2 separate regions of the Oryctolagus cuniculus genome follow, and region 1 is linked to region 2. Evidence: chromatin contacts called from public Micro-C data. All regions are on one chromosome and are shown on one strand. The core of a region is the stretch at or near the end of the contact, and the rest is flanking DNA. Distances in the headings are between cores, read along the strand shown. Region 1 overlaps SYN2 (synapsin II). Region 2 holds the start of PPARG (peroxisome proliferator activated receptor gamma).

The links. Hi-C and Micro-C count contacts between places; a contact is called where the count stands out from the background.
Region 1: a Micro-C map of ear pinna shows a contact between it and region 2, with 2.2 times the contacts expected there. The contact joins the enhancer-like site here to the promoter of PPARG in region 2. A contact is called at or near these places in 2 of 6 Hi-C or Micro-C datasets (ear pinna and an unstated tissue).

What each region holds. Positions count from the first base shown.
Region 1 is chr10:115,066,732-115,069,499 of mOryCun1.1, reverse strand. The region is part of intron 10 of SYN2 (synapsin II); the gene reads left to right. Among named protein-coding and RNA genes, the nearest start is that of TIMP4, 20 kb to the left of the region's middle. Within about 2 kb of position 1,404, at least 4 of the 8 cell types and tissues checked have an H3K27ac peak or open chromatin away from gene starts, as enhancers often do. A contact at or near this core is called in ear pinna, where this site is marked.
Region 2 is chr10:114,951,053-114,953,752 of mOryCun1.1, reverse strand. It overlaps PPARG (peroxisome proliferator activated receptor gamma), which reads left to right and starts at 1,250. Exons shown (of 8, transcript NM_001082148.1): 1 at 1,250-1,638.

The DNA.
Region 1 (2,768 bases), core at 155-2,654, 120 kb before region 2:
TGATCAGACCACACCTGTAATGTTGCTTCCAGTCTGAGGTTGCAGTGTAGGAATGACAGGCCAAATCTAGCTGGAATTCGCTCAGGGGAGAAAGCCCCGTGGTGGAGGCATTTGGCAAATCTTTCCTGTGAGTGAAAGTTGAAGGAACTGGAGTTGAATAGCTGTCCTCTCGGGGAACCCTGAGTAGCATCTCAAGCTTAATGCTGTCATGAGATAGAACTGGCTCCAAGAGTCAAGTCTCCCAGGAGATGGGGTTTGACCTAGGGTAAGGAGTAGGCACCGAGAGAGGAAATGGCTGCTCTGGGAAGCGCCTGTGATGGCCACATCACTGCTGATGATCAGGCAGAGGTGGGACGAGCTGCCTGTCAGGGCTGTGTCGGAGGTGAGCTGGTCTGGGGCTACTGGAGGTTAATTTGAAAATCCCCTTCCAGACCCGGGATGCTGTGTCCCACCCTGACTCTAGCCACAGGACCTGAAAAAGACCATGAGACACATTCAAAATCAAGGGACTGGGGCCAGATAAGCTCTCGTCTGTGGTGGGACATTCTGCAGGCCCTAGTTTACTGGCTCTGCTGTTGAAAGAGAGACTCAAAATGTTTGCAGCCAGGTGTGTCCACCCACAAAGGCTGGAGGAGTTGAGGTCTCTTGAGTGCAAGGCTGCCAGGACTGGGAAAGGGGCTCCCCGTTCTGAGAAACGGGGTCTGAGGGCTTTGCAGTTAGGGAGGCCACACAGTTGTCCCTCACATCCCAAACATGGAACTGAGCTTAGAAGAGGTAAATTTAGGACAAAGAGAAGCCTTCCTGCTTCCCACAGCAGAGTCTGCTTCAGAGAATTTGTTCCCCAGTGAGTATAAGCTGAGACTGCGAGGAGATGCGGGGCAGGTTCAGACGAAGTCACTTGTGACTGGATCCTGTAACAGACTATTAAGAGAAACTGACTCTTTGGGGACTAGCTTAACTTCAGGGACATCTTTAATCACTTGAGGCTGACATTCTGACCTTTGGTGACCTGGCCTTCCGTGCCCCCATAGGATTCACGGGCTGCCCATGGGATATTTCTTGTGTCCTTGGGTTGTGGGAGGGGCCCCGGTCGAGGAGATAAGCTCTGCCTGCAGAGCGGCCGTTCTCCTCGGAAAGGAAGGAAGAGCACCTTTTATAGCCTTCCAGGGAAGGAAGGTAGGCACTGGTGACTGCGGAAGTGAGCCCACGAGGGTCCCAGGGTGCCTGGACTCATGCTGTCCCCTTTGCTCTGACTGAACCTACAACCTCCTGACCACATTCCTTCCGGCTGCCTCACTCTCCCTAGGGTCTTAGACCGGGGGAGCAGGCCTGGGGGAGCTGATCAGAACTGTTCTGTGGCGTGTCCGGCAAAGAACTTGGCCTGCCCCTTTGCCTGGGCCGGACCCTGGGACCCTTTCCCAATTTCCTGTCTCAGATCTGCTGAGCAAGCGCTGGCCTTCCTCCGTGGTGGAGTAGCTGGGCTGAGGCCAGCAGCCTCTCCAGAGTTGAGTCACGGGTGCCTCTCCTTCCTGCCGGGACCTCAAGCAGGAGCTGCTCTCTCTCTGCGTATCTGCTGGAAGCCACAGTATGGCAGAAAGCCGCAGAGCTCATCCATGGACTTGGTTTTTCTCCAAGGCCAGGACTTCCTTTCAGGTCGCCTCAAGAGCTAGTGTTTACTGTTTCTGAGGGATCTTGCTGGAGCTGAGTGATAGGCAGAGGGCCTGATACGTACAGCCCAGCTCAGAATCCCCCACGCAGGACACGACTGTGTACCAGGTGACCGGAAGCCACCCAGCAATATCTTCGTCACTGATGCATGAAATTCCAGCATTAGAGCTTCATTTCTTTGGATTTATATTTATTATTATTTAAATAATAGTCATGCTCACGTCAGTACTTTGCCTAGCACTTTACAGTTTATAAAACACATTCACTGTTTTAAGCCTCACAGCCCTTATAAGACAGTTGGCCTGGTAATTCTTTGGTGCACAAGTCAGTAGTGAGACTGCAAATGAGTTCAGGGTCACACAGCTGCTAAGCAGGAGAGCTGGATCTTCTGGTCCCTAGTCCAGGGACTTCTCCATGACACCATACACTGTGCCTGTTTAGTGCTACCACTGGAGCACTGGGGAAAGAGAACTGGATGTTTGTGACCTTGTATAAGGAAAACCCTTGGTCTCCTCTCTTGGCAGCTGAGTGCTGGCCCCATGAAACTGGGGAGTCTCTGAGCTTTCACCAGCTCTGTCCTGCCTCCCGGACTTGTTTGGTGACTGCAGCCTTTGGCTGGATGCCAGCCTCGTTGGTGTCAGTGGGGGACAATAGCACCCTCCTCCTCAAGGTCTGTGCCTACAGGACACCTCTGCTTGGGCTTAGTAGCCCCAGAGTCTTGTTGGGTTCAACACTGCAGCTAAAAAGGACTTGCCTCTTAGCTCAGACATCTAAAGAACTGAAAAACGCTTGAAAGAATTAATGGAAGTCCAGAGCCAGTAGAGCTTGTAGAAGTCACAAGTGAACCACATGAGCCCCATGACAGTGTCCCTAATCAGTTTGTCCAGACCCATCCCAAACACCTCTCATGCCAGGAAGCCAGGCCTGGACACTATTCAGGTTAACACCGGACCAGTTTTAGTTTCCTGCTGAGCCCTAGCTGCTTCCACGGTTACCTAATTTAATCCGTACAATTTTCCCATTTGTGAAACGTAAGACTCAAGAGATTAACTTGCCCAGAGTCATATGAAGAAAGATGTCATTCCCAGGCTTCTCACCAT
Region 2 (2,700 bases), core at 1-2,500:
CCGGGCAGTCGGCGCCGAGAGGGGCTCGAGTCCCGGCACCGCCGCCTCCGACCCTACCACCGTGCGCGGGCGGCAGCGCCCAGCCCCGGCCGCTCCCCCGGCCGCCCCCGCCCCGGGCCCGCCCCCGCTCCGGGCCCCGGTCCCGCTCGGCCGCGGGCAGGCGGGGCCCACCGCGCTCGGGGCCCGAGTCCGAGCGGGAGCCGCCGCCTGGGGCGCTCGGGTCAGCCACCGGGGACACCGCAGCGGGCGCCACGCCGCCGCCCCAGGTCAGAGTCGGGTGCCCGGCGGCGGCGCCCGGGGCCACGCGGCCCGCGGGGCGGGAGGACGCGGAGGGACCGAGCGCGCGCAGCCGGCGCGGCAGAGGGGTCGCGCGGGTCGCCGGGGGCCGGGACGGAGGGGAGAGGGCGGAAGGGATTTGGCGGAGGGGAACCCGGGCTGACCAGGGCTTGTGGCCCGAGAGGATCGGAGCCGACGGGGTCGCGGGCGACAGGGTGATGGGGGCTTGTGCTGAGGGTCGCGTCCCGCGTGGAGCAGAACTTGGGTGCAGGGCAGGGGCCGCGCGTGAGGTGCGGACGGTCCCGGCGCGAGCCCGGGGGCGCGGGCTCCTGGGACGGACCCCGGCGGAGGGAACTTCAGGGCAGGGCGTGCGGGACTCAAGAGGAGCCAGTCAGGGAGGTCGCGTCCGGTCCCCGGAACTCAGGCGGCGAGCGCTCGCGGGGATCCTGGTGACAGCTCGGTGCCGCCCCGCCTGCGGTGCGCCGAGGCGCGGAGCGGGCCCCGTGCCAGCCGAGGGGCGCCGGCGTGGGCCGGTGGCTCGGGGCTCGCGGGCCGGTGCCCAGGTGCAGGGAGGGCAGAGCCCCGCGTGGCGGGCTGCGCGCGCGCCGGGCGCTCCATCCTCGGCCGCCGGGGCGCCCGGAGGCGGCGCGGGCTGCCCGGAACGCGGTGGCCCCGGCGTGGGGGCGGCGGCCGGCGGGCGGGCGGGCGGGCGTGTAGCCGTGGTCCTTTATGCCTCGGTATGTGGGGAGGAGCCTAAGGTGAGGAGGCAGAAACTGGGAGTAGCCGGGCCGCTGCTTTTATATAAGGTCAGCCGTAGGTGAGGAGAGGGCCTCCGCCGGGGATCCGAAGGCTGCGCCGCTGGGCTCCTCCTGTCGCCTCCCCCCGCCGAGGTGAGTCGCCTCGCTGCGTGGCCCCTCGGTGGCGTCCTGGGCGATGCGCCCCAGATTCGCAGGACGTGTGGCCGGCCCTTCAGTTCGCGTGGCGTGCTCGGGGTTGACCCTGAGAACCTCATTCCGTCAGATCTGAGGCTGATGGGTGCGGGGGGGAAATAGTGTCTTATTTTAGGAAAAATGCTAAGTTTTTGAGCAAGCTGGGCGCGTATCTTGAAGAACTCAAGTTGTTCTTCCAAGACTAGGGACAGATGCGATGAGTTCGGGTGGAGGATCATTTGCAAGCTAAGCCAGACGACGTGATGGAGCTGGGTCCTATGATTCCTGTGGCTCGAACTCTTGATTTTGAAGTGCATTATTTTCGCCGTCACTTTTTTTTTAATCATTCCCAAACCCATTGGCCAGGGGGTGGTTGAGAGCAGTGGATGCCCCTCTCTCGGGGAAGAGCTGGGCCGAGCCCGCCGCGTCTCAGGTGCGGTGCGCGGCCTCCCACCTGCCACGGGAGGCAGGAGCAGCGCGAGGCGCCCCGTGGCGTGGGGCTGACCCACGTCCACTGCGGCTGCCTGCCCAGCACGTGCCTTGCCGGCCTTCTCAGAGGGGGACAGAAGCGCCCAGAGGGGCTACCAGTGCGCGCTGGAGGTGGTCTTTCAAAGGAGTGGGCTTGAGGCTTTAAAGCGATGTTGGATGTTTCCAATCAGATCTCCTCTGGGGTTCAGTACAGTTATCAGTCATTTGATATTCGTGTTCATTTTAATATATTTAACTTTAATCAGCTCAAAAGGAAGTATGTTACAAAATCGCCCATTTTTACTTTGCGTCTTTTTCCTTGATTTGAATTATGTGACATTCTATATGTAACTTGCTGATACTTATGGCTTAAACTAAAAGCTCTTATAGTCAACTGGTGGCAACTCAGGCTATTGCCACTTGCCATAAGGGGAAAAAGAACATTGATGAGGCTTTTTAAGTCAAAAATTTGCTCATAAAAAAAGTTTGTTTCCAGCTCTTAGGATTAACTGCTGTAAAACCATGGCTCCAATGAAGTATAACTTTTTGGAGAATTCCCAAAAAATTTTTAGTTGAAACTAAAATATCCAACAACTAAAATGTAAATATTACCATCATGTTCATTATTGAACAAGAATATTTTGAAAATATTTTCGTGACTGCTATTTTTAATAATTAAACAATTTTCTTTGAAGGGACTAGTTTTCTTAATGTTCATCTCTTTATATGTTTCAAAACTACTTTTTTTAAAAAACAATTCTAGAGTACATTTAAAAAATCACTATTCAAAATCCCTGTGACATTTGCAACTTATAGGAGAAAAATGTGTGACTTTTAGTAATAGATGATTGATCATAGTTAATGATTTTGAATCAGTAAATTATATAAATATAAGCAAATAGTTATTTTCTGTCTTTTATAAAGCTCTCTGGAAAGAAGATTGTTTGCGGCCAACTAATTACCGAACTAGTTATATGTGTGGCATGAAAACATACACGAATATTAAAAATACACTTCATTTAGTTTT